2 separate regions of the Urocitellus parryii genome follow, and region 2 is linked to region 1. A link is a contact called in public Hi-C data. All regions are on one chromosome and are shown on one strand. The core of a region is the stretch at or near the end of the contact, and the rest is flanking DNA. Distances in the headings are between cores, read along the strand shown. Region 1 holds the start of Stam2 (signal transducing adaptor molecule 2). Region 2 holds the start of Arl6ip6 (ARF like GTPase 6 interacting protein 6).

Evidence for each region. A called contact is a pair of places that touch in the nucleus more often than the background predicts.
Region 2: a Hi-C map of muscle shows a contact between it and region 1, with 4 times the contacts expected there. The contact joins the promoter of Arl6ip6 here to the promoter of Stam2 in region 1. A contact is called at or near these places in 2 of 2 Hi-C or Micro-C datasets (liver and muscle).

What each region holds. Positions count from the first base shown.
Region 1 is chr1:207,148,923-207,156,728 of mUroPar1.hap1, reverse strand. Stam2 (signal transducing adaptor molecule 2) reads left to right here and starts at 4,443. Exons shown (of 14, transcript XM_026388509.2): 1 at 4,443-4,603. The coding sequence starts at 4,564.
Region 2 is chr1:207,635,429-207,643,234 of mUroPar1.hap1, reverse strand. Arl6ip6 (ARF like GTPase 6 interacting protein 6) reads right to left here and starts at 3,032. Exons shown (of 4, transcript XM_026387892.2): 1 at 1,847-3,032; 2 at 68-121. The coding sequence starts at 2,249. Prpf40a (pre-mRNA processing factor 40A) reads left to right here and starts at 3,042. Exons shown (of 25, transcript XM_077802586.1): 1 at 3,042-3,533; 2 at 4,722-4,853. The coding sequence starts at 3,258.

The sequences.
Region 1 (7,806 bases), core at 3,194-5,693:
GAATCTGGAAATTTTGGCATGTTAGGTAGGTGCCTTCATGACTAGTACACAGTAAAAACCCCATTGATTCTGTAATGAGTTTACCCCATAGACAACATTTTACGTGTTGTCACAACTTGTTGCTGGGTGGAGTAAGCAAGCACATCTTGTGTGACGGTAATAGGGGAGGACTCCTAGAAGATTTGTTTATATCCTCCAGACTTTATCCATCTACACTTTCCCTTTGATGATTTTTGCTTCATATCTTTTCATTATAATTTATAGCCATGAATACACCTATATGCTGAATTGTGTAGTAAATCACTAAATCTAAGCAAGTGGGCTTAAGAATCCTTGACTGCTCTGCATTGAATCATGGGGTAAAAAAGAGGACATTAACATAAATGCTAATCAAATCCACTAATAGTATGAACCAATGTTGGTATATTAGTTTTGGGAAATGTATCATGAGAAAAATGTATCATCAATGAGAAAAACTGGATGAGGGTTGAATAAGAACTTTGTACTATATTTACAACTTTTTTGTAAATCTAATTGTTCCAAAATAAGAATTCATTAAGAAAATACTGGTAAAACCAAATGCTTTGGAAATTCACGAAAAATCATATACCACTCATTGAGAGAGTATTGGGAAGAACTTTATTTACTATAACCAAAAGTTGTAGTTAAAAATAAAATAGGTTTTTTTTTTTTTTTTGTGGTACTAGGGATTGATCCCAGGGCCTTGTGCATGCAAGGCAAGCACTCTACCAACTAAGGCTATATACCCAGCCCAAATTACTTCAACTTTTAAATCAACAAGTTAAAATCACTTTATAGGACTGGAGAGGTAGCTTAGTGTCAGAACACTTGTAAATATAGTGCAAAGTTCTGATACATTTTCCACATGATACATTTCCCAAAACTAAGATACCAACATTGGTTCATACTATTAGTGGATTTTATTAGCATTTATGTTAATGTCCTCTTTTTTTCCCATAATTCAATCCAGAGTGGTCAAGGATTCCTAAGCCCACTTGCTTAAATTTAGTGATTTATTACAGAATTCAGCATATAATTATATTCATGGCTATAAATTATAATAAAAGGATACAAAGGAAAATCATCAAAGGGACCTGATTGTGAGAACAACAGAACTTAAAAGATTTAAATTAGTCAGTTAAAATAATGAAAACAATTCATTATTGTTTTGAAAAGGTTGAATTCATGACCCACAGTATATCTCCTATACTAAAGTCAGGCTCTGATAGGAAAGAAATGAGACCTTAAAATTAAAGTTGGGGATATCTGGACAGATACACTTGAGAACTTTGTACTGAAAGATTCATCTTTATGCTATGCTCTGGACCAAAAAAAGTGATCTACTCCCCTTAGCTAGAGGGCAGTGGTCTTGCTTTGCCTGAATACCATGCGGAAATTTCACTTGCGGAAGGTCTATCTCATGAGGCTTCTTCTTCTAAAGATTTGCCACAACCCTCTGTAGTGTTTCTCAGGTTTTATCATGCCTTTCTGGAGGAAGCACTGTCCCTGTTTTGGGAAAAAAAAAAGGGTCATACACCAAATGTGTACTGGCGGAATGAGAAGACTATATCTGGAGATGGATCTTGGAGCTTGTTTGGGAAAAGTGGCCTGATGTAAAGATACAATTTTGTTGAGCATAAACCCAAATGAGTAAGAAATCCTAAAGAGACAGAATTCAATGGAAATTGGTAAGATTATTTTTTTTTTAAGATTATTTTTTGTCTTCAGGGAGATGGGAAAAGAACTTGTATTAAGAAAAATAAGAGTTATATTTCTTTGCATACCATAATTTGTGGGCTGCTGCTGACATATCTTTTAATTGCCCAATTACTTCATTAGGTGAAGTAACAATCTTGTTTTTAATTCTGGGTTGCTCCTAGTGACTATTTAAAACTTAGATATTGAAAAAACTCACCAAAGCACTGAGTATATACACAGAAATGTAAATACAGGTACTTGAGTATGCTCACCATTAAAAAGGAAGAACTAAGAAACTGTAAAATACCAATGCTGTCCAAAGGCTAACCCTCCATTCTCGGCTCTTAAAACAAGCTCCTCTGAAATATCCTTTCTTATGTCTTTTAAGTGCTGCAATAGTTTTCTAAACTGTTCGCATCTTCTTATTCACAATGTGTCATGCGTAATGATATCAGATTAGTCTGAAATCACTTATACTATTCTGCTGATAAATATCTTTAAATAATTATCTAATGATTTATGTGGTAAAAATAAAATTTTCTAGTTTGATCTTTTAGGCTTTCAATCTGCCTCCTGTTTTCTCTAACTAGCCTTGTTTTCCATTTCAACTTGGAGCCTTAAACCTAGATAAATCCATCTAGAAAGTCTCCAAATATATCTTGAATATCCTAGGTTCAATGATTTTGGAAAATCAGCCACTTCACTTGGAAATCTTTCTCATTTATGCACCTAACTTTGTAGTAAGAATGTACCCCTGTTTTATGAATTATTCTGTGTAATGGTTCTCTCTTCTATAATGACAACTCTTCAATATATATTATAGGTAGTTTTTTTTTTTTGGTGTGTGTGTGTGTGTGTGTGTGTGTGTATTTTGCTGGGGATTTAACACAGCTAAGCAAGTGTTCTACCACTAAGCTACCTCTCCAGTCCTATAAAGTGGTTTTAACTCGTTGATTTAAAAGTTGAAGTAATTTGGGCTGGGGATACAGCTCAGTTGGTAGAGCGCTTGCCTTGCATGCATAAGGCCCTAGATTCAATCCCTAGAATCGCTTAAAAAAAAAAAAAGTTGAAGTAATTTTCAAAATTTAAAAATCAATGAAAAATTGGAGGCTCTAGTAGGCCCACACCTCAACAAATGGCTTAAGTTTGGTAGTAGCTGTTCAGTTAGAAGAAAGTCAAGGACTTCTTTCAAAAAGTTATTGAGCATCTGAGTTATTTCTCACAGTTTAAACCTCTGGGAATGCAGCAATGAACAAAACTGGTCATGGAATTTTATATTCAGATGAAGAGAGTCAGATAACAATCTATTATATTGAAAGACCCTAGCCCAGTTAGCCCAGTTACCTAAGGCCAAGATATGAAACCAAGATATCAGGCAGGCCATAAACAGGTTCAGGCGCCAGGCTTTCCGGACAACCGGTGGAAGAACAGAGCACCCGCATCCTGAGGCATGAATGAATAAACCAGAACAGATAAGCAGGAACTGAAAGAATAGAATGCAGACCTGTGGTTTTTGGAATGCAGACCTGTACCCCCTAGGTGGCCTATATGCTAGATTTAAACAAACCAATAAGAAACCTGTTGCTTCCACGCGCGAAACCTGTCCCAAACCCTATAAAAATCTCTGTATCCCCAAGCCCGGTGTGCCAGTTCACCAAAGCTCTGGCTGAGGTTCTACTGGGCACCCGCAGGCGCCTGTGTCCCAATAAACCACCTCGTGCTTTTGCAGCCAGTGTTCCGTGTGATTCTCCTTGGACAGGGAAACGGGGGTCTTTCATTAACGGGGTGCTTTTCAATATATTATAAAATGATAAATACTATGGGGGGGGGAGGGTAACAGGCAGTTAAGGATAATGCATCTGTGAGCCCGGAAGGGTGCTTGCACTTTTTTCGTTCATGTAAATACCTGGCTATATCCTGTGGGAATCTGGGCTTGTGACTCTTACTAATGCCTGAATCATCATACATGTTATGCACTGCCTCTATAAACTCTGCAAGTCCAAGGGAGAGATTGTGCCTCTTCGGTCTTAGGATTCCCAGAACCAAGCGTAGTTTTAATGAAGGCCACAATGGGAAGCGAGAAGTTGCAAGTCTCCACAAAGCTGTAGTCGCTTCCACCACTTTTCCAGGTGCTTATATTCCGGCGGGGTTTGGTCTGGGCTCTGTAAAAGCGCACAAGAGCAGAGCCAGGCACTTAGCAAACGCTCAAAACCACATCTGTACCGGGGACTCCGTTTCCAGGGTAACTGAACTGTGACGGGAACGTGGTCCAGGATCCACGGCTGCCAGGGACCGAACCCGCAGCCCAGGAATAAATTAAATTTATTTGTGAAAAGAAAGTAGCTCTCAGAGTCAGTTTGCTTCGCGCGAAAAGTCCAAGGCGACAACGCCCCCAGCTGCGCCTCCGCCAACACTGCAGCTTCCGGGTCTCCGGCATCTTCCAATTCTTGGGGAGACAACTTCCGGCCTGAAGGTCCCCGGCTCCGTGGCTCACCGGGGTCCTAGCGAAGAAAAGGTGGCTGCGGCGGCTGCCTGACCTTTGAAAGGATCTGGGTCAGGGGCTGCCACTTCTTCCTGAAGGATGGTAGCAACAGGTGCGCTCGAAGATGTTCGAGGCCTTCTGGATCTCGTCTCGAGAGGAGAGTTGGGGGCGGAGCGCGGGGGCGGAGCTCGGACTTGGAGCTGGCCTGTCAGGCAGGAACCGGGCAGGTGCGGTGGCGGAAGTGTGGGCAAGACGGCCAGAGTTCAGTCTAGCGGTCTAGGAAGCCGCGGTGGGTCACCCAGCAGGGAGCAACTGCCCGGCCTTAGCTGGATCTCAGAGAACCGGGCTCGGGCGCTGACAGGATGCCTTTGTTCGCGGCCAATCCCTTTGAGCAAGACGTGGGTAAGTGCTGTGCCCGGCCCTGTGCTGGTGTTTGTCTAGCTAGAAAGTGGGCGGCGGTGACTCTGGAGATTGGAAAGCTAACTAAGCGGCGAGAGGGAAGGGGCGGTGCCGCCGCCTCGACGTCGGGGTTTCTCTGGGGGTAACCTGGGCGCGTGACTAGTGGCTTGGGGAGTACCTCCTGCCTGAAGTTGGGGACTCTGAAAGGGCCGTTCTCCGTCAACTGCAGAAATGGAGAAGGTCCTGCATTTCACTGGAGACCAAGTAATTGGGGAGTTGATACAAACTTCCTGCTTCTTCCAGAGTTGCCCCAAACGCGCTGCCGCAGTGGGTAGACCCTGTTCGGGCCTCCCAGAACTGGAGACGTGAACTTACTCCCTCTGAATTGGAACTTCATGTTGTTTATGTATGCATCCAAGCCCTGCTAATGCAGCTTCAGGATTTGCGATTGTGAAGGTGCTACGGGATGTTCTGTTTTAGAGTATGAAAAAGAAAACTGTAGAATCTCAAGACAGCTCCCAACAAATAATTTTAGGTGGGATTAAATATTATCTGGTCTAATAGAACTGGTCTTTCAGCGAGTCTAGAATGAGAAAAAGGAGGGTGCGATGTAAGAACTTATTTGGGGGCATTAGAGTAACATTAAATACAAACCGGCTAAGAAAACATTTTTGTAGTAGTAATTAACAGAATTCTAGGTAGATTTGTAGGCTTTAGAATAAAAAAAAAAATTGACTTAAAATTGCCAGAGACACAAAAAATACTGTACATCTTAGCAGTGAGCCATCTGTTTTGTAGTAAGAATTTCTTAGTTGTGAAGTCTGTACAAGGTGCCCCATTTTGGCATGTTATGTAATCCCCAACTATGTTCAAAAGAATCAAGTAATATGAAGGTAAATATTTATAATTATGTATTTATCCTTAATCAGTCTTCAAATATGTATTTCTGTTATTTCATTCAATTTTTAAATTGGTAGATGAACACAAGTGACTGTCATAAATCTAGGAAGCTTCATTCTGGGGTTCAGTTTCTGCTTTTGGAACACTAAATTATTTATTTCAATTGTACTACATTTGTGAGACTGTTATTTTTTATTGTTATTGTGAGGGCTTTCATTTTGTTCTAATGAAATGAAATAAAAGAGGCAAGATAGAATAAGGCAAAGTTTTTTTTTTTCCTCCATACTTGGGATTGAATCCAGGGGCACTCAACCACTGAGCCACATTCTCAGCCCTATTTTATATTTTATTTAGAGATAGGATCTCACTGAGTTGCTTAGCTCCTGGCTTTTGTTGAGGCTAGCTTTGAACCCTGATCAGGACTCCTGCCTCAGCCTCCCTAGCGTCTGGGATTACAGGCATAGCCACTGTGCCTAGTTAAGGCAAAGTATTTTAAAATTTGATAATTGTAAACTTTCTTCAAGGGAATGAAATTAAGGCAGTTGCTGTAAATGGATGGAAATGGAGAACATCATGCTAAGTACAATAAACCAGCAGACTCAGAAAATCAAGTGTCTAATAGTTTTCTCGTGTAAGCTAGAGCAAAATGATGGGGGGAGGGAGGCATTGGATATCAAAAATATACAGGGATATTAATGGAGTAGGTGTTCTAAAGGAGCTGTAAAGTGAGGGGATGGAGATTGACTCAAGCTCCATGCATGTATGATTTTGTCAAAAATGAACCAAACTACATTACAGTATAACTATAATGCTGTAATAATAATTTTTAAAAAGACAACTTTCTTTTAATAGTAGTTTTTCCTGGAAACCCATTGTTTTCTAATTGAACACTTATAAAAGTAGGTTGAATTGCTCTGAGAGTTTCTCTTTTCTAAACCTTCCCTTCATTGACACCTGAGGTTCATATATAGTTTAACAGGTCACTGTTTGTTGATGCAGTAAAAGAGGCATTGGTGAATTTGTATTGATTATTTCATGGGCAGTGCCATCAACCAAAGTTCCAAGTGTTGATCATCTCAGATATAACAGAATTCAGTATCTAAAAGGCAAGCTAAGGATGAAAGAGTTTGATGAGGCTGACCTGTAACTTTTATTCAAGTCAATGAAATCAGAAAAAGTAGGATGGAATAGTAAGGATCTCAAATTGGCCTTAAACTTATGTCATTGAAAAAAATTTATTTATTGCATTTTCCAAATCTTAAAAGCCCCTTTGAATTTTAGTTAAGTAATACAGAGCATTGTTAAACTAGAAATTTCTATAGAAATGTTCCTTTATAGTGTCATTGTCTTTATCATCTGTTCTCCATTTTATTATTTGTGTTTTTTTTTTTTTTCTTTTTTGGTCATACATTGGTTCACTTTTCATTTGGCAAACATGCATTGAATCACTATGTGTGTCAGACATTGTAAAGGTCTGGAGCCACAAAGAAATGAATACACTATGAGTATTCTCAGTTTAACATAGGACACATCCTTTAAGTAGATAATTATTATATAAAGTGATAAATATAGTACAAGAAAGATAGGAGGAATACATGAAATGCTTTACATCTTCCCTTTATTGTTTTAATAAGGTAGACACTGTCTCTATAAAGGTTAACACTCTCTACTTCCTCCATTCTTTCCTGACAGTTCTTCTATTAGCAGGAAGTGACTACCTCTTATATCAGGAAGACCACCTCCTATATAGTAATAATTATCTACCAAAGGACTTTTCAAGGAAAAAGTAAAACATAAGGGGTAGGCTGCGCATGGTAACATGCCTGTAATCCCAGCTGGGGAAGTTGAGGTGGGAGGATCTCAAGTTCTAGCCCAGCCTGTGCAACATATCAAAATCCTACTCAACAAAACAAAACAAAAAAACTAAAAGGACATGAGGAGCAAAACCACAATGGGAAGATTATGGTGGTTATATTAAAGATGTCATTTCCTTGTATTCTGTACTAATTTTTCCAGTCTTACTACAATGGTTCCTGAGTTATGACTTCTTTCTCTGTTCTGCACCCTAACTCCAGTCTTTGTTTGCATATCTTTTTTTCTTTTTTCTCAAGCCAGATGATTTTTTTTTTTTTGGCTAGTTTCTGCCTCTGCTATTTACAATTCCTTTCTATTTGTTTTCACTTTTCAACAACCTTGTTATTTCCTTTCTTAAATATATATTCACCTGTGTCCCACAAGTTGAATGCAATTCTCCCTCTACAAAACTCTTCTGAGACAGCAGTTCAAAGTGTAAACTTTTATGTTAA
Region 2 (7,806 bases), core at 1,783-4,282, 490 kb before region 1:
AGTTTGTACAATTTAACATGAAAAAACAAACAGCACCTAAAAACCAAATCAAGTGACAAGTTCATACCTAATAGTCCAGTATCTATATCATCTTCATTTTTCAAATTCTCAGCATGCAACTCTGTAAAAACAAAAAGAGGTTTAGGTATAAAAGATTCATAATCTGAAGACTAACTCAAAGACTTGGAAGACATTGTAGAACTCCATAAAGTGCTCTGGAGTCAGGAATGGATTCAAATTTTGATTCTGTTTACTAGCTACATGATCATCAGCAAGCAAAAAAGACCTCTATACTGTCAACTGCTATACATAGGAGAGTAGTGTTCATATCCTGTGGTTGTTGTGATACCATTTTATACAAATTTAAGGACATACTAAATTTTTTCAGTTCCTTTCTCCATTCTCCAGAGTATAAACTTCTTCTGCAATGATCTTCTACTTACCACAGTTTTGCCTTTACAAAAGTGATATCTCAGAGAAAAGCACTAAAATAGCTAAAAGACAAAACTATCTGGGTTATAGTAAAAAAAGGGGAAGGGAGTGATACAGGAATTAAACTGTGAGCCGGGAGAGATGGCCCACACCTGTAATCCAAGCTACTCCACAGGCTGAGGCAGGAGGATCCCAAGTTCAAGGCCAGCACCTACAACTTAGCTATCTCAAAAAACAATTATGGCTAGGAATGTAGTTCAAAGGTAAAGTACCCCTGGGTTCAATCTGCCTAACCCCTACAAAAGAAATGAAACAATGGCAGCCAAACATTTAAGATTGACAGTTTAAATACAATACTGTTATGAGGAGGTAAATTTCACACATTAACTTGCAAATCTTGTCTTCTGTATGAAAATCAAGCACGGTAAGCTGTTACAGGCCATCTGGAGCCCATTACCAGCTGGTCCAAAATGATAGTGTTGAGTGGTTGAGTGGTTTTCATAAAACGAAGATTTTTTTGTTTTACTTTTTTTCCCCAATAATTTGGACAAAGTCATACAATAGTAAGAATTGGGATTTAAACTCAAATTTAATTCTTTTCACTGTAATACACAAGATCCAAACAAATAATACATCTATGAAAGCCCCCTTGGGGGGAAAAAAAACTTTCACAAGTCTATTTTTATTCCAATATGGCTAATATTTCAACTTGAGACAAAGAAGATAAAATTAGTGAAAACAAGACTACACCTCCTGCAATAAAACTTTGCATACAAACAGCCAATGCCTACCCTTAATACCTACTACTCAGGAGGACTGCAAATTGGAGACCAGCAGGGGCACCACAGTGAGACCAAGTCTCACAACAAAACCAAAATATACTTTGTGTACTAAATCTAGTTACAAACACCACAAAACTAAGAAAGGCTAGTTATTTTACCTATAAATGTAGAAATCTGAGCTGTGGGATGGAAATCCTAGACCTTGAAGAATCTTCAATGTACCCAGGAATAAATCGGTACCATTTGTGGATCAAAGCCTTTGAATATATACAGATTATTTCAATTACATGCATTTTACACTGTCTCCTTTTAATGGTGAGTGTTCTCCGAAATATGGCTTAAATAATCGTGCTAATATTTGACTCCATGGGTCCAATGACTTAAAGGTATTTCAATAGAACTCATTTGATTAAAAGACCCTTTCTTAAAAACAGTTCTAGTTATGGACGAGGGAAATCCATTTAGGAAGAGAAGACAAAGGGGAGAAGCAAAGAATGGTACAAATCAGTGGTAGGAGTGAAAGAAACTGCCAGCTTGCCGGTTGGGAGCCAGGTAAGGTGTGGGTGGAGGTAAGAACCAAGCCCTGGCTCAACTTAGCTCTAGACAGACTTTCAAGGTCTGGGCATCAGTACCTTTAACGATCAGGTAGGCGATGGCGAGGAGGAAAGCGAGGAGGATGGCGAACAGCAACGAGCAGAGAATAGACAGGACCTGGATCGGCCATCGCCGAGCCTGGGCCCGGCTACGCGTAGCTGCGGGGAAAATGCCATTGCGTTTGTCGGGTAGGACCGGCGACCCACCGCCGTCCGGCGGGAGAAGCTGGGAGCCCCTTCTGGGCTCCGACGACGCCCCGGCTGAGAACTCCGCTCGCAAGTCACGGGCCACTTGATCGCATCCTTCCACCTCATCAACTTCGCCCTCACCCCAGCTGTCCCCCTGAGAGAATACAGAATACAAAGGCCGAGAGAAAGGTGCTGGGGTGCCAAGACCGCGACGCCGCGGAGCCAAACGCCTGCCGCTCTCCACAAACGACATGGCGGGAAATAACCACAGAACCTCGGGGGCCCAGAGTTTCCCACAGCCCCGCCCCCCCCTCGTCTTCGCCAATCAGCAGCCGGGCCACGCCACGGCCTCGACCACTTAGCTCAGGGGCTCAGGGGTGCTAAAGGGTGGGCTGTGGAGCCAAGAAGGAACCGCGGAGCAGGAGGAGAGGCTGTGCCATCCGAGACCGGAGCTCTATCCCGCTGCAATAGGCGGGAAGGAATACAGAATTCTGCGTAGGGAAATTCAAGCCGAGGACGGCTGAAGACAAGTCATCCCTCCCTGCAGTGTTTCGTCCCGGCCAAAGACCTCTGGCACTGCTGCGTTGCCTCCAGGGGAGCGCGAACCCGGCAGCCCCAAAGCCGCATCTTCTCGACGCCGGGTCCTAGCGCCCGCCCATACCACTATGATACACATTTTCTAACCTATTTGCTTTCTTCCTTCTTCTCCTCTACGCTCACACTCTTCTTTAGCCTCCCTGCTAGCAGGAGCTCACCACCCGGCGCGCTCACTCTGCCTTATCGACCCACCTCTTTCTGCCTTTCGCGTTGTTCCACCCGCCCCTACCCACAACTTCCCTCCACGCTACTCGACACGCCTCCTTCCCCCGTCCGCCTCGGCACGCGCTCAGCAGCCGGTGCCTCTGAGCTCGAACTTTTGCTGGACTCCTCCTCGCGACTTCCCCGCCCCTCCCCTTTGCTTCGAGCAAGGCGCGCGCTCGCGCGCTCCCGGCCCCAGCCACCGCTAACGCTAGAAGCTGCATACCCCGCCCCCACCCCACCCTACCCTATCCCTGGCGGCCTCAGGTTAGTGGGGCGTGAGTAACTTGGGCCGGGGGGTGAAAGGTGGCAAGCCCCCACTGCCCCACCCCCTACGGGGTGAGGCGGTCTAAGCCCGGGAAGCTGGGACGCGGTTGTCTTCCCTTTCCCGGGGGAAGTTGGTGGAGTTTTCCCGGCAGAGGACACGGCGCAGAAACTTCCTCCGTCCCCTTCCCTCCCCTCCATGCAGGCGACGCCGAGTGAGGCTGAGGCTGGGGGCGAATCGCCGCAGAGCTGCGTGTCGGCAGCGCACTCTGATTGGACAGTGGGGAAGCCTGTCAGCTTATTGGCCCCACTGATCCCGCCCCGCAGCTCAGGGCAGCCTTTAACCTTTGGCCCCAGCGGGCGCCAGCCACTCAGATCGCTTCTTGTTGGTATGTGTAGCGGCAGTGGCCGCCGGCGGAGCAGTCTGAGCCCGACGATGAGGCCGGGGACGGGAGCTGAGCGTGGAGGCCTCATGGTGAGTGAAATGGAGAGCCATCCTCCCTCGCGGGGTCCCGGGGACGGGGAGCGGAGATTGTCCGGCTCAAGCCTGTGCTCCAGCTCTTGGGTCTCTGCTGACGGCTTCCTGAGGAGACGGCCTTCGGTAAGGGATCGGTGGGGCAGGGGGAAGCGGCACAATGAAAAACGGAGTCAGAGACAGGAAGCTTTCTCCAAAAGGAGAAGAAGATAAGAGTGGACGAAGGAAGCGCTCGAGATGGTGGGATATGTCTCGAGGGAGAGAAACGGAGAGCGGGGATGCACAAAAGAAGGATGTAGGACCCTGGAAGTTCCCAGTCGGCTTGGCCTAGACAGATGCGCGCTGAAGGTGTTGAACCCTGGGCGTGCTGCGTCTTGGAGCTATAGGCCCGTTTTAGTAAGGAAATTTGATTCTCTAAGACTTTAAAAGAAGCTAGCAAAATTTGTTTTCTCTAGTAATGGTGGTGATATGCAGGGGGTACTGCTTGATTAATTGGCAGGGGATAATTACCTGGAACAATGGACACGTCTGTAACGAAAGTTGTCTTTTAAAAGTGCATTAAAGTGGGTGAATTATTGTTTGCACTTAGTGTCTGAGTGACAGAATATTAAGTCTTTGAAACTGTGTTTTTGGCAAATGGAATTTTACCTGTCTTAAAAGTTAGGTTAGTAACTATTAGTAGACAGGTGTCTCTGGGGACCCATACTTTTGTATTTTATAAGACCAGCCCTCCTTTAAATCAGTTTGGTAAATTAAGAATTTTAAAGTCAATAGTGCTTAAAAAAATGTCAGCTGTCTTTTATGTCTGTTTGAAATAGGACAAAGTTCAGGTTTTCACCAACAGTTTTTAAGTCGGCTTTATATACATATGTACGTATACATACGTATATACATATACGTATATATATGTGTCTATAATCTTCCAAGCTGAGCAAGCAAATCAGTAGCTGATTGAATCAGTGCAAAACAACTGACCTAGCTGTCCAATAATTATTTAATTTGCAAGCTCCTCAAATACTAGTGTAGTGCTTTTTTAAAAAAAAAAATAGAAAAGTATAAACTAATACAATAATTTGGGCACAAATTAGCCTAATATTATGTACTGAAGGTAAGTGATTTCTTGAAGTGAGATTTTTTTTGAGAATCATTTAATGTGACTTGCCAAGTTTTAAATTTTCTGTTTTTCAGATGGGGCACCCTGGCATGCATTATGCACCAATGGGAATGCACCCTATGGGTCAGAGAGCCAATATGCCTCCTGTACCTCATGGAATGATGCCACAAATGATGCCCCCTATGGGAGGGCCACCAATGGGACAAGTAAGAATGTTATGTTTTTACTTATTTATTTTTTTGTCTATATTTTTGCCTCAGGTATTGTGGTAAAATCTCAAACTCTAGGTCAATACTGTGCTTGTAGCTATTTAGGGATTAGTTGATGCCCAAATAATGTTTTTAAATAAGACTAATGTTGAATCATGACTGTAACTAAATTTTGAATGTAATGAAAGTCTTCTGTATTAAACTTTTTACTTTTACTACTCCAATAAAATTAAAGATTTTTTTTAATTTAAAAGTCACAGCACATATCTAGTTTTTTAACTTAATGACTATAAAGCATGTCAATTGAAGTTAATGTTCTAAGAGTAAATATTATCTGATATATGTCAGCATAATTAACTTTGTTGGACCATGTAAATGCATAGAATCAGAAAATATTGCTTATACTTTAGGCTTAAAATAAATTTTATTCTAGAAGTATCTTCCTCTTTGTGTGTAGGGGTGGGGTAGGGAGATTTAATGCTCTATTTATTCTGATTCTTCATAGGACAATGTCAAATCAATAGTTGATTTTCTATTAACACTATTTTATTTTTAAAAAAAAAATGTTTATTGCTTCTGCACTCCTACTTAATGAGCTGCCCCTTCCATCTCTAGCATAAACTGTAAATGGACATTTTGAGGGAGTTGATATGAATCAAAAGGTTATCATGCTGACTCGGATACTTTGGTAGAACTGAGTTTCTAGAGAAATCCAAGAAAGGCAACAGGTTCACTTACCATGAATAATTGTGTGCCCTATGCTAGGTTTTATAATACAGAGATGCTTAGGTGGCTGGGTTATTTCCATTTGAGTATCTTGATAAGTCATGAAAATTTTAGGCTAGCAAAAATTTCAGAAATTATGTATGATCTTGTGCTAATGAGTACTCTTTGCTTTGATAATTGTTTAAGCCTTGATGGATAAAGTTTTTGGTGAAATTTCAGTGGAAAAATGAGCTTGCTGTAACTCTTTTTACTTAACCCTATGACTAGAAGGGCTGAATGTCAAGTGGTTTTCTTCTTTTATATTTGGAATATAGCCCTTAATTTTGTATAAAAATCTTTACTTAGAAGTATCAGACCTAAAAGATTCTGCCTGCAGGAGTTCTTTATATAAAAGACTCTTTTATTCTGTTATTCCAGAATAACACAAATTTTAAAACTGCCTAGGAGATGCAGAGACAACTCTTGATTCCTCTTCTGTTTCTTTCCATCTCTAAGCAGCAAGGAGCTGCTCTTATTTTCTTTATAGAGCTGCTCTAACTAGATAATGAGCTTTAAAAAAATATTTATTCTTTAAATGCTCTGGTTCTTATTTAAAATTAGTTTCTTTCCACAGAAAGATAAAATAAAACAATTTGCTACTGCCAGATGCTTCTCTCTTTTCTGGGGCCTTCTGTTTCCATTGGGCCAGTCAAGGTAAGTTTTGCAAGGGATTGACCTGCTTACCCTTGCTGTCATGGTGCTGTTGCACTATCAAAGCCAAGATACCAGCTAGTCATTTTTAATAAAATGCAGATTTTATTTTTTAAAGTAGTTTCATGTATCTCATTGACATAAGCTGGTCACAATTTATTTTATGGCCCTTTCTTTTTAGCTGCATTAGTGACCATCTTTCTAGTAAGTTAACTTGCTACTCAGTGTACATCAGTTCAGAGACTGAATTTTACCTTGTGGTTTTCTTCTGCATTTTTTTTCTAGGCCAGTGTATGCCATGTGCCTTTAAGTATACCTGATTATTTAGAGGCTTAGAATTCTTTCTCCCTGTGTTGGCTCATGTTAGGATAATGAATGAATGTTTAGGAGTCTAGTTCTGAGGTTCCCAAGAGTTTCCCATTGTTGTCTCAAATTTAGATCATCCCCTTTTTGACCCAATGTCTAACAAGTTTGGGTCCCAATTATTGATTGGTAAAGCTAATTCTTATTTTAGCTTTATTAGCACATGAGATAATGCTGGGAAGCATGGATAATTTCAGTCCTCAATAATTGAAGAATCTTATTTAAAGCTCTGGTGAACATGCCCTTAAAAATGAAAGTTAAATAACAAAATTTATTCTTCCTGCATCATTTTTTCTCTCTACACATTCTAAGAAATATTAATGAAAAAGTAAGTAGTGAGAAGATAACTGAAAAGAAGCAGGGTGCCCCTGTCAGTCACAGCAGTGATGGTAGGATTCTGCCATCCAATCTTAAAGTTAATTTACACATAAAAGACTTGGGACTCTTGGTTATGGAACCTTGATGTGCAGTTTGCAGTTGGTCTTCCATAACCTCCAGATTCCACATCTGTGGATTCAGCCTACTTTGGGTTGAAAACATTAAAAGCATAAATTGTATCTATACAAAGCGTGTACCAGCTTTTTTTTTTTTTTTTGTCACTATTTCCCTAAACAAAATAACATAACAACTGTATAGTTGTAACACGTATGTCTTATTAGTTATTAGAATAATCTAGAGGTGATTTCAAGTATACTGGAAGATGTGCATAGGTTATATGCAAGTACTATGCCATTTTTTGTATAAGGGACTTGAGCATCTGTAGATTTTGGTGTCTGTGGAGTGTCCTCGAACCAGTCCCTTTTAAATACTGAGGAACAACTGTATTGACCACATCTTTCATTGAGATCTCTTACTGGAACCAGCTGACGATTTAAGTCTTTCTTGCCAAATGATTATGGTCTTTGGAATGTTACTGAATGACATGAAATTTTAAGGTGCGTTTGTAAAATAACAGGTTAGAGTAATGATCTAAGAAGTCAGTTAACAACAAGTTAAATGCAACAAGTTAATTTAAAGAAGTTATATGTTGCCACTGCCTATAATCCCAGGTACTTGGGAGGCTGAGGCAGGAGGATTATAAATTCAAAGCCAGCCTCAGCAATTTAGAAGGCCCTAGCAACTTTCCAAGATTCTATTTCAAAATTTAAAAAAGAAAAAAAGCAGAAATTAA